Regions from separate parts of the Pan troglodytes genome. Here region 1 is linked to region 2. Evidence: chromatin contacts called from public capture Hi-C data. All regions are on one chromosome and are shown on one strand. Each heading gives the region's core, a stretch centred on a gene start, on an enhancer-like site or on the middle of the called end of the contact. The rest is flanking DNA. Distances are from core to core; before and after follow the strand shown. Region 1 overlaps LOC104006719 (a long non-coding RNA gene). Region 2 overlaps NEDD9 (neural precursor cell expressed, developmentally down-regulated 9).

Region 1 (6,215 bases), core at 92-2,591, 270 kb after region 2:
TCAGAAAATCAGCTCTTCAGAGTTCAAGCTGCCTCCATCCTTTCTGACATTTGATTTATCCCCTACCAGGCTATGAAGCCTTGACTTTATAGTATAAACCTCTAATCAGATAAGCGGATCACAAAACCATCTTTATTCTCAAGACCACTGCTCTATTGCCCTAACCATCCTTGAGCCATCTCAGGGTAGAGGCATCAGCCTTCAGGAGTTACATAGGCACTGGCAGATCATCATAATAAGGACGGGTTGCCAACCTGCTCAGGTTACAGTGAATGCTGATGGGTAGAGTCTGCTTTGAATTTCTCAGACAAGAGGCAGATACAATGTATTTGGTTCACCCAATTCATTTTAAGGGATTTGGTTCCCAGATTTCCTGCAATCGGAATCATGGCCCATTTTCACAGCCACTAGAGCATTAAATTCGTGTATACAAAATAAAGGCCTAGAAAACATGTAAACCTAAAAATGTTTAAGCTAAAATGGTGGTACAGATGTTATCTGAGTCCCATAAATCAGTATTCAGAAATATTGTCTTACCGTCAGAAGCAAACAGCAAACAGAGACTTGCATTACCTATGTGTCTAGATAATGGCAAAAATTAAGTACAGTATTGTTTAGAAATCATAGGCTGGCAGATCTCTTTTCCTTTTCAGGGTTTAAAGAAAACATAACCTTCTCTGTTGCATTTAACAAAGGAAAAAAAAAAAGGATTTTCTTGTTTTTTGTGTGCACACCCTGCCTAGGGATGAGTTATTCATCAAAATAAGCTTTCTTGTGTTTTAGAATTTGAGAATTTAGAATACTGAGCATTCTCTAACACATCGCCCTAAACATGCTAGTTTGATTCTGAAGCCTTTTTTCCATTTTGTCAAGTTCACCCTCTGAAAGGGACAGTGAAAAATTAGGGGTTGGCTCCACCTGGTGCTTTGATTAGAAAATTACACCTCCATGTATGAGGGCTGTCAACGGACAGTGTGCCCTCTTGCGCACGGAAACAGTAAAAATACTACATAAATACTACTTGAAAATACTAAAACTACCCCAAAAGAGTGACCAGTTAACTCACTTTCCATGCAGGGTGCTAAGGACTATTTTTGTATGGTTGTTTTAGTGTCTATTGCTATGGAACAAATCATCTTAAAATATAGAAGCTTAAGACAACAAAATCATTTATTATCTCCCACGGTGTCTGTGGGCCAGGAATTCAGAAGGAGCTCTGTCGGGTGGTTCTGCCTGGAGGCTTCTTTCACATGAGATCGCAATCAAACAGTACTTGGGGTTATTGTAAAGCCTCATTCGCTCCCGTGTCTGGTGTCTGAGCTGGTAAGACGACAGGCTGGGGTGGGAGCTTCTCTCTGTCTCTATGTAGTCCCTCTCTAGGGTTTCTCAAGCATAGCCAGACTTGTTTCATGTTGGCTCAGAACATCCAAGGTGGTGTCCCCAGAAAGAGAGCCAGCAGGAAGCTGTGTTGCTTTTTATGATCCAGCCTCAGAGGTCAGGAAATGTCACTTCTGCTGTGTTCTGTTGATAGAGGTAATTGCAAACGTCTACCCAGGTTCACGGGAAGGGAACACAGCCTCCACCCCTCAATACAGGAGTGTCAGTGTCATGTCAGAAGAAGAGCATGTGGGATGGGATATATATTTGTGCATCATCTTTGTAAAAATACAATCAACCACAATTGTTTTATTTAATCATCCTTCACCCTAAATGAAGTTGCTTCGATATATCATTATCCCAATTTTACATTTACGTGAAAGCAGAAGGAAACATTAAAGATCTTCTTACGCCCTTTCAGTGTCATACTAGAGCATTGCCTAATAAGCCATCAAAAGTGTCATCTGTACACGATTCTCAGTCTTGGCACTATTGAAATTTTGGTCTGGGTAATTCTTTGCCGTGGGGGCTGTTCAGGGCATAATAGGTCACTTAGCAGCATCCCTGGCCCCTGCCCACCAGATACCAGTAGCACACCTTCATCCCTTTAGTTGTGATAACCACAAATGTCTCCAGACATTGTCAGATATCTCTGGGGTGAGGAGAGGGCAAATGTTCCCCCAGTTGGGAAGTTTTACAGGAAGAAAGTTACTTTGATTATTTGCTATTGATGAAGGTGAGACTCTTGTAAAGTTAATGTTAACTTGTGGAAGATCATTATGTTGCAATTCATTTCTGTCCAGTAGGAAATATAAATCCTACAGATTATAGTTTTGTTGTTTTATAATTTACCAGTTTCAATTTAACTTGCAATCTTATTCCAGCATTCTTTTTGTTCATTGACTATATATAGTAATTTTTCTTCTCCTTCTTCATTCATTGATAAGTTAAATAAACCTTTGTCACATGTGTGCATACACACACACACACACACAAACGCACACACACACCAGCTCCTTGGCAGAATGCAGAGTGAGAATTCTCTCCAATATGGGGATATGGAGCTATTATGATCTCCCTTCAAGAAAGAACTTGCAGATTAGCTGTGAGGGTGCAGTTAGGTGATGGCCTTGGTTGCAGTGCCTCTGGTTGCTTAGCCACAGCAGTTGAGCTGAGGCCATGCTTTTCCTAGGCAGACCTTTAACAGCTAATGAGCACAGTGGGCGTGCCAGGGCCTGGCCCTTTCTGTTCATCATGGAACTTCTCCAACAGGCAGCCTTTGCTCTGGAGCTCTCTGTTGGGCTGGCTGAGACTTTTGCAGGACAGCACTGCAGTTTGAGACTCTTCCTAACTAACCCTCCTTCTCCCTCCCCTTTCACAGGTGACAGACCTGCATCTCTAGCCTTTTTGTGCTTCAGGCACAACTCAAAGCTGCCAATAATCATGTTGCCCAGTTTGTGAGCTGGAACTGCAGTCTTTTTGTTTTTTTGAGACGGAGTCTGGCCCTTTCGCCCAGGCGGGACTGCAGTGGCGCTATCTTGGCTCACTGCAAGCTCCGCCTCCCGGGTTCACACCATTCTCCTGCCTCAGCCTCCCGAGTAGCTGGGATTACAGGAGCCTGCCACCGCGCCTGGCTAATTTTTTTTGTATTTTTAGTAGAGATGGGGTTTCACCGTGTTAGCCAGGATGGTCTCAATCTCCTGACCTCGTGATCCGCCCTCCTCGGCCTCCCAAAGTGCTGGGATTACAGGCGTGAGCCACCACGCCTGGCCTGGAACTGCAGTCTTAAAAGTGTGGCATGAGTTGCCTTCAGAACCCAAAGAGGCCTACCAGGCACTTCTTTTTTGAGGTATGAGATATAAGATGCAGCAATTTATCGTTTGCTTTGGAGGGAATATTCCAGCATGAACCTGACCACTGGATTCCTTAAATCCTCATTCATCTTTTCCTCTCTGGAGCATGAGTGTTTTACCAAGACCTCCAGCATACTAGCCACCTCTTGCTTCTTCTGGCCAATGAACATGATGTCATTGATGCAATGGATGGGTTTGATGTTCAGTGGGTTCAGGTGATCTAGATTATTTCAGACTATTATGGCAAAGGGCAGCTGAGTTAAGATAGCTCTGAGGCAAAGCAATAAATGAATATTGGAGTCTGTCCACGTGAATGTGAATTGTTCCTGATCTTTTTTTCTAATATGGATAGAAAAGGCACATTCACCAAATAGACAACCACATGCCACGGGCCTGCGGCCTGTTTAATGTGCTCCAGCTGTGATCCCACCTCTGGCACAGCAGCTGCAGTCGACCACCATGTGATTGAAACTGTACTCATCTGTTGTCATTCTTCAGAGTCCATCCACTTCCTGCTGGGGGAGACTAGCAATTAAAAAGAGATATGATAGAGACAACCAATCCCTATTTTGTATTTACCATCTTGCCTGGGGGACAGTTTCGGAGTTTCCATTTGGCCTCTCCCACTATGATAGCACTTCCTCACTGACCAAGGAACAAATATAGGGTTTACTCCAACTGCCAAGTACATTCATTCCAGTGATACATGGAAAAGGAGAAATGCTTCCTGGGTGAGTCTACAGGTTCTGTGGGCCCACTCTGTGCCAGACTCAGCTAGGACTCCATTCATTACTTGATTCTTATAAGGCCCCACTTCAACAAGGGGTCCAGGTGTCAAGGTCAACTCGGAACTTGTGTGCAATAGTCTAGACCTTCCCTTTCCCTGGCATACAGTCACCCAAGCAAATGGTCGTGGGTCCCTTTAGGGAAGGATGGGACAAGTCATCTCGATATAAACTTGTTGCAGGGTACTTATTCTTAGGGACCTGGCTGTCTTTTTAGTCAATGGATTTTGGACCTGAAAATTGGCTCAGTTCCTAGAATTGAGGAAAGTATCCTGACTTTTTACTGGGGCAATTGCGGTCAGCCTCTTGCCCCTCCTTTCTTGCCTTTTCTCGTTGTAGATGTTAAGCATCAGCCTTGTCTGCCCTTATCTCTTTTGCCTGTGGGAATGCCAGGCTCCAGTATCCATCCCTCCACCTCCTTGAAGGTCAAGCCCCTTTGATGCCTCTGATCTTCCCGGTCGTTACAGTAACTGTGGACTCCGGGTTTCTAGTGGTTAAGCTTGGCCACTTGGTCTCTCATTCTGAGGCCTTACTATCCTCATGAATATTAATTACCTAGCTCTGTGACAGCAACCACTGAACATAGATGAGGCCTGATGTTTTGGCGAATGGGCCTTCCTGTGGGACATACCCCTCTGGCTAGTGTCCAGGTTTCACATAATACATCCATTCTAGCACATCTCACCTCTTTATGCTTTCCTCTAGCTTCTGCCAGGGAAACTCAGGCATTTGCACTGAGTCATTGGCTCGGGGGAGCTGGCAGGAAGCATGGATTTAGCATAAAGGTGGTGGTGCGTCACAAAGGACAGCAGTTGGGCCGTAAGTCAGTTATGCTTCTGAAGCAGCAGACCAACGTGGTGCATTTTCATGACTGCCACATATGCAAAAGCATGACATGTATGATTTATTTTAAAAGAACCACCCTTGTGGAAACAACACTGGGCAAAATCAGTAAAATACTGACTTTATACACACTGTCATTTTAAGAAAAATAAAGAGAGATAACATTTATTGAGCATTCATGATATGCCAGGTGCTCTATTAGACACATATTGTAACATTACCTCATTATGCAGTTATTATTATCAGTCTCATTTTACAAATGAGCAAGAGGAATACAATGTAACTAAAGAAACTGCTCAAATTTACATAGTAAGTAAAGAGGAAGACATGGAATTGGAACCAGGTGACCAAATTCACAGCATCAGATATTCTTTCGTTTTTTATGTCAGTGTTGTTTAGTTTTCAACATAGAGATTTTGCACATATTTTATTGGATTTATAGCTATATATTTCAGCTTTTGATGCTATTGTAGATGATACTGGTTTTAAAACTTCATTTTCTAATTACTCATTGCCAGTATATAGAAATGTAATTGATTTTTGTATATTGACCTCTATCCTGAAATTTTGCTAAACCAAATTAAAATTTTTATAACATTTCTTACAGATCCTATGGGATTTTTCTGTATAGTCAATGTCATTTGCAAGTAGAGGCAGTTTTATTTTTTTCTTCCCAATCTGTATGTCATTCTATTTCTTTTTCTTGCCTTATTTCACTAGCTAAGAGCTCTAATACAATACTGGTTAGGAGTGGTAAGGGGAGATATCTTGCTTTTTTTTTAATTTTAGGAAGAAAGCTTTCAATATGTGACTATTAAGTATGATAGCTTTAGGTTTGCTGTAGACACACTATATCTAATTGTGAAAATTTCCTTCTATTCTTAGACTGCTGAGCATTTTATCTTTTTAAAATCATGCATGAATATTAAATTTTGCCAAATGCTTTTTTATCAGCTATTGAGATAATCATATATTTTTTCTCTTTAGTCTGCTTGAATTACATGGATTGATTTTTCTAAAGTTGAAACAACCTTCTATTCCTAGGATAAACCACCCTTGGACATCATATATTATCTGTTTCACATACTAAAGGATGATTTTTTTTTTTTTAAGTTTTTTAGAACTGATGGCCTGGCATGGTGGCTCATGCCTATAATCCCAGCACTTTGGGAGGCCGAAGTGGGTGGATCACCTGAGGTCGGGAGTTTAAGACCAGCCTGACCAACATGGCAAAACCTCATCTCTACTAAAAGTACAAAAATTAGTCGGGTATGGTGGTGCATGCCTATAATCCCAGCTACTCAGGAGGCTGAGGCAGGAGAAACGCTTGAACCTGGGAGGCGGAGGTTGCAGTGAG
Region 2 (6,222 bases), core at 1,272-3,771:
AATTATACTGTTAGAAAGTAACAAAAGTGGGATTTGAAACAAAGCCCATGTTTTTTGTTGTTGTTGTTGTTTTTTTTACTATGCCATATAGTGTTAAGATCCTCTTAAATGGCTATTTGTGTATACATTTTGTCTTCTATGAGCAAAGTCTTGTAATTTCAGGAATATTGAGTCCAATGAACAACAATGAAGGAATCAAGTCATGAGTATATTAGCAAGTGGGGCCATATGCTGTTAGGGCCCTATGCTTACAATACACATCCAGGCCCACGGAATACTCAACAATATTCAACCATCTCAACCTAGTAACTGGGATTTTGACATAATTCTGTCACCAAGTCTTGAGTACATACCATCCTTTCAACATCTATTGAGCATCTACCATACAAAGAGAGCTGGAGCCAGCTTGCATTGTCTGCTTACTATATGCCAAGAGCCATAGTAAGTACTTCATTCATATATTATCCCAGGTCTTCGAACAATAGTATGAGGCAGTTATTCTTATCCCTATTTTACAGACAATGCTGTAAAATGAGGCTTAGAGAGCTTAACTTGCCTAAGGTCACAGAGCTATAAGCCATAAGGAACAGAAATGCCTTTCTTCAAAGCCCATGCTCTATCATGTCTCTAACCCAAGAGCATAAAACACCAAGTCTTGGCCCCCTCAAAACTTCACAGACCCTAGATCATGTTTTTCATTCAAGGACTTTTTGATCAATCTGCCTCTACATACAAATAGAGGGTGGGTCTCTCATATTCAGTGGGGTTTACTTAAAACTAAACAGGCCCAGTAGGCAACCTATCTGAGTTACAGGTATCCTTTAGATAAGGATTTGATTGAAAGAGGTCAATAAGTAAGGTAGTGCTAACAGAGTAGGGCAGAGGTGAAAAGCATAACAGCCTATTTTAGGGATTATAGGATGGTCCAGGAGACACAGGTTTCAGAGTTTGATTGTTTAAACAGAGTGGATGGCTGAGGAGACTTTACTAGCGGGACTGACAGGCCGCTCAAGTCATGTAAACGCAAAGAGAGAGGCAGATGAATGGGGGCAGTGAGGGACCAAGATTTCCCATAGCAGAGTCTAAGGAGAAGGACAAATGAGGGCTACAGAATGTGCATTAAAGGTGTCACATCTGTGTGTGGGGGGCGAGGGGGCAGCGGTAGATAGGTGCGGGTGGGGGGCCTGGGGGGTAGGGGGTTGGAAGTAAGACCTACGGAAGTCAGTATTAAAGAAGCATAAGGAAAGCCTGAAAAGAAGAAGAAGAAGAAAAAAGGAGAACCAATGAGGTCATAAAAGCACGAAAGTGGGAGGGAATTTGCAAAAAGGCCGGGCGCGGTGGCTCACACCTGTAATCCCAGCACTTTGGGAGGCTGAGGCAGGTGGATCACCTGAGGTCAAGAGTTCGAGACCAGCCTGACCAACACAGTGAAACCCATCTCTATTAAAAATACAAAACTTATCCAGGCATGGTGGTGGGCACCTGTAATCCCAGCTACTCAGGAGGCCGAGACAGGAGAATCACTTGAACCCAGGAGGCAGAGGTTGCAGTGAGCTGAGGTGGCGCCACTGCACTCCAGCCTAGGCGACAGAGTGAGACTTGATCTCAAAAAAAGAAAAAAAGAAAAGTGGAGAGGAAGGTGTTTTTTTCAGAAGACTGGAGTGAAGGGAGAGACAGGGAACCACTGAATTCTGAGAACAGAACTGACGTGTATTCCAGCAAGGAAAGGATGCTAAAGGAATCCTTGGTATGTTACGCACTGTGCAACTTGCTAAATTTGGTATTATCAGGCACCTTCAGTTCTCTAAAGGCTTTTATCTCTGTGTAGGTAAGCCATTTAGCTCTGCAAATGGGTTTGCTAAATAAAAAAATAAATGCATAAATACATAAATAACCAAGCTGATATTTTTCAAACCATGTTTTAGTGATTTTAAATCCATAGATCTCATACAAGGTTTAAAAAGGAAAAGGACAGGAGTCCTACATTTGGATTGGTTGCAAAAATCATATAGAGAAAAATAAAGCATTTTAAACCAAAATATCAAAGCAAGGAAATAATTGGGAATTTTATAGGTTATGCATGACCATATTGACTAAATTAAAGATCCTCTGTCATTATTTTCCTCAGTCTTGCTTGAGAAAATACAAATACTTTCAAAGTCCTTTCCAAACCGTTTCACAGCACACAGGTTCTCCTTTCCCTGACCTACCCCATTCAACCAGAACACAGGACTCTGACTTTCAGAATGCAGCTTTCTTAATGGCATTGTAAGTTCCGTCTGTAATTTTTCTTCAGTCAAAACGTTAAAGAATGAATTTGTTGTATGGTAGACGAGATAAATAATTTAGAATTTTAATGTAGGCACGTAAGGGCTCAGAAATTTGGCAAAACCACAAAAGCGTCTCTGCTCAGCCATTAGCGGCCAGGCCAAGGGGCCGCTGAGCCCCCGCCAGGGCTGGGCCTGAGGTGGGCGGGGCCTCGGGCCTGGCAGGCACAAACGGGGCGGGGTCTCGGGGCTTCTGCTCAAACACAGCTGCGCAGAGACCCTTCCATCACCCTCCTGGCAAACAGCACAGCCATACACCTCCAGACCCTCAGGAGGGAGCCTTCACTGGGTAAGCAAACCAAGGCCATCGAGGCAACCACCTAACCCCGCCAGCCCCCGCCCAATTAAGAACATGCTCTGTATATGATGGGAATTTTGTAGAAAATTCTTAATAAATGAAGCCCCCGTAATTTACTATCACATAACCACAGACTGAATCCCTTCTAAGAGAAATGGAAAATTAAGTACATATGACAGTGACTGCAACCTTCCTGTGGACAAATAACATACAGGGAAATAAAGACAGATTAGATACGTGCTAACCAGAAATGTCTGTCCGGAGTAATAGCTTACATTCCACAGTTCTCAGGATTACTGCAAGTACCTTGCTGCCTGGCCTGAAGCTATGTATATTAAGTGCAAAATAAGTGAAGGTTTGTTGTTCCGTAGTTGTGATCCCTGGGGCAGCCAAACCAGATAATCAGGTTAACAACGACAATCTTATAGGGCCTGATTCATAAGTCTTTCAGTAAACATTTTAAGGTTTGTGCTAAATTTACAGTGCATAGAGCAATATAGTATTTTAGAGATAATTTCTGTCTCTGGGATTTTACCATCTAATAATTATCTGGTTTTACTACCTAAGTGGCTCAAATTAAACAAATAACTGCCAAACATGCATTTCATTTTGCTTTGTAGAGTTACTATCTTAAAAAGAAATTATCCTGCAGGAATACTTGGGATGAAATAGTCTTAAACTTTCTGGGAGAAGAAAACACTGGCCATATTTTAGAGAGGTCAACGATAGTTCTTTCTCTTTCTCTTAATAGTGGTTAAAGTCATGAGTTCTGGAGCCAGATCGCCTTAGTTCTAATCCCAGCTCACCACTTTCTAGCTGTGTGGCATTAGATAAATTACTTAGCCTCTCTGTGTCATTTGAAATTGAGTATAAAAATAATACCCACCTTGTAGAGCTATTGGGAGAGTTGAATATGACAATCTTGTGTTGTCACAGTAAGTCTCAATTAATGTTACTTCATTACTTTTGTGTCTCTCCTCTACTTACAATAACAAAATCCTTTCCTGAAGTAAAGTTGTTCATTATTAACTAGAGAGAAAGAAAACTTTATAAAAAAGGAAAGTGGATTTCTTCAGCTATTGGTTGATTTAATAGTCATCATAGGGCATAAGTCATTTGTTCGGTCGGAGAAGTTAGCTTTTTTGCTGGTGAAGGTGCCTACAAGGTAATAAAAATCATGTATTTACATCATTTGGCAAGGTGTTCAACACCAGTAAGGCCCAGTGGAGAAGCAGGTTTCTCCATGAATGCCAATCGCAGTTTACGCTGTCAGTCACTTTATCAGTTGCCTTTAGATTTTCTTTCCATAAAGAGTAAAGCTAAACACGATGAGATCATTGAATAAAAGTGACTTGAGACTTTGTCACTTTCGTCACTTTCTAGATTACAGCACTCAATGTTAATTTCAGCCATTTATACTTTCCAATAATAGACATATGAACATACTCTCTCTTTTTTCTGCAAGCCAGTTCTTATTCAACAACAGGGAAAGGAAGAGCAAAAAAGTCACTCCAGGCTGAGTAATATCTGGTCCTATCATTGTTCTAAATAAGGAAATATGGGGTGAGCCACTTTAAGAAAGATAACTTTCCTGCCAAGTAGAGGGATTTGTTTCTGGTTGCATCCTAAAGTCAAATATTAATAGTCTTCAGGATGACCCTTTCCTCTGATCTTCCCTACTGATGAAGATAATAGAAAGCTGATGAAACGGAAATAGCTGATACCTGTGTCTTCAGACAGTGGTAACGTAGGCATTACTATAAAGACTTTTGACATTTAGACTTAAAGCTTTTGAATAAGATTCATAGTTTTTGAACAAAAGCTTTATTACTGAGGCTAGTCAGTGGCTATCAGTTAGACCAAGTATTTACAACCTTACATCAAAAAAGGATGGACCAGAAAAATTTAGAAAAAAAGCGAAGTAGCTTCCAGCTAGTGTACAGTTAATATAAATTGTCAATCCACAAGCCTAGCACCCTTGCCCAAATCCATCTTAATAATAACACTTTTGTTTAAAATAGCATAAAATAAAATAGTAGCACTAGCACTCATGTCTATTCATCATTCAAGAAAAATTCATGTCCAATTCATTGCAGTCTGCTTTCTTTGTGTCCCCTGGAAGCTGCTTGCCTCCTTAGATGGGAGTGACTTAAAAGAAAAAGGGGAGGGGGGAATATACGGAGCAAGTCAAAAATCCTTTTGGCAAGAAAAATCCACAAACAATGGTGTAAAATGCATTGGAAAATAATGCTGCTGAAGTACTATGACTATGACACTCTGTAAGCTTTCAGGCACAGTGAGCCAGCCTGAGCCTTCGCACTCTCACCCCATTCAAACTCCAATAAAAATGTTTTCAAGAAATGGCTCATACTTATTTATTCCTACATCCAATATAACATAAGGATGTCAAAATTTTCCATCCTCAGCTGTGTAATCTGGGCTTTTAATTTCTCCCACCAAAAGTGCATATGGCATACTCCTTCCGAGACCAAACGATTAAAGCAAAGTCTGGAAAACTTTGCACTAAGAGCCAGTCTGAGACAGACTATGCAGTCCTCATTCCTCTCTTATTACAGTTCCCCAGGGCAGTGGAAGCCAGGCCTAAGGAAGCCAATGAGACTTGAGCCAATGCCTGCCGCGATTCAAGTCAGACACCCTCTGATCTCCAGTGGCTGCTGTGAAGCGGCTCCAAGTCTTAACTTCTCACCGAGGTATTTCGCCCGGCAACTTTCAGAGCAGATGGACTCGGGTGTACTGTGAACCCCTGGAGTGGGTCTCAAAGACCGGGTCTCTGCTTGCTTGCCTGCTTGCATGTCAACCTCAGTGACCGAGACTCATCTTAGAACTCTCCGGGACACACAAGGGACTGTCACAGTAAGGAACACGCATACACAAGCACACACCCGCAGGCACAGCTTTCAGCTTGCAAGGAAACCTGTAAAAGGCACTCTCTTACCTTATACTTCATTTCGGCAGCGGTGGGTTGAGCCGTTTTCCTACACTAGTTAAGACAGCATTAAGCGCTGCGGTGCCCGCCCCTCCATTGAGTGCAGCGCTAGATGAAAGCGAGAAGGTCCCGGGCAGAGCCGCTTGTCAGTCGCAGCGCCTCCCTAAAGTCTCTGAGCTCACTGTTGTGACTGAGGCAGGCTGATCGCGGACCTCATTTGCATGCCGCCCCGCCATTGGCTAGTGGGACAAGGTAATGCTCAGGCCCTGCCCACCCCTAATTCTGAAAAACTGACAAAGAACTTGTAATGTGATCGCTTCTTTTTGCTTTATCAGACGGTGGAAAATAAAACAGAAAGTGGGGAACCGTCTTGAACCTTACTCTGTCCTCCCGCCCCCGCCAAAAAAGAAGACAGAAAGAGAAAGAACAGGAAAAGGAGATACATTCTTTTTAAGATTAACCCAAATTTTAAAGAAACTGAATTCACAAAAGCAGTCTGACAGTCGCGCTTCCTGTGACCTAGCAACTCCTTCATAAACCCATTTCGTTTCAAAGCCATTCACCTCACAATCTCTACATGAAACGAACTCCGGGAACAAAAGGTTTTCTGTCTCCGGGCCCCTTTTTACTAACCACCCCTGCTGATACCT

Evidence for each region. Capture Hi-C pulls out chosen DNA fragments and counts their contacts.
Region 1: a capture Hi-C map of stem cell-derived neural stem cells shows a contact between it and region 2, with 3 times the contacts expected there. The contact joins two enhancer-like sites. A contact is called at or near these places in 1 of 7 Hi-C or Micro-C datasets (stem cell-derived neural progenitor cells), 1 of 1 datasets of contacts at active chromatin or transcription factors (stem cell-derived excitatory neurons) and 1 of 1 other capture datasets (stem cell-derived neural stem cells).

The regions. Positions count from the first base shown.
Region 1 is chr5:17,444,505-17,450,719 of NHGRI_mPanTro3-v2.0_pri, forward strand. All of the region lies in intron 3 of LOC104006719 (a long non-coding RNA gene), which reads left to right. Among named protein-coding and RNA genes, the nearest start is that of TMEM170B, 38 kb to the right of the region's middle. Within about 2 kb of position 1,342, at least 4 of the 24 cell types and tissues checked have an H3K27ac peak or open chromatin away from gene starts, as enhancers often do. A contact at or near this core is called in stem cell-derived neural stem cells, where this site is marked.
Region 2 is chr5:17,173,295-17,179,516 of NHGRI_mPanTro3-v2.0_pri, forward strand. All of the region lies in intron 2 of NEDD9 (neural precursor cell expressed, developmentally down-regulated 9), which reads right to left. Among named protein-coding and RNA genes, the nearest start is that of ERVFRD-1, 120 kb to the left of the region's middle. Within about 2 kb of position 2,522, at least 9 of the 24 cell types and tissues checked have an H3K27ac peak or open chromatin away from gene starts, as enhancers often do. A contact at or near this core is called in stem cell-derived neural stem cells, where this site is marked.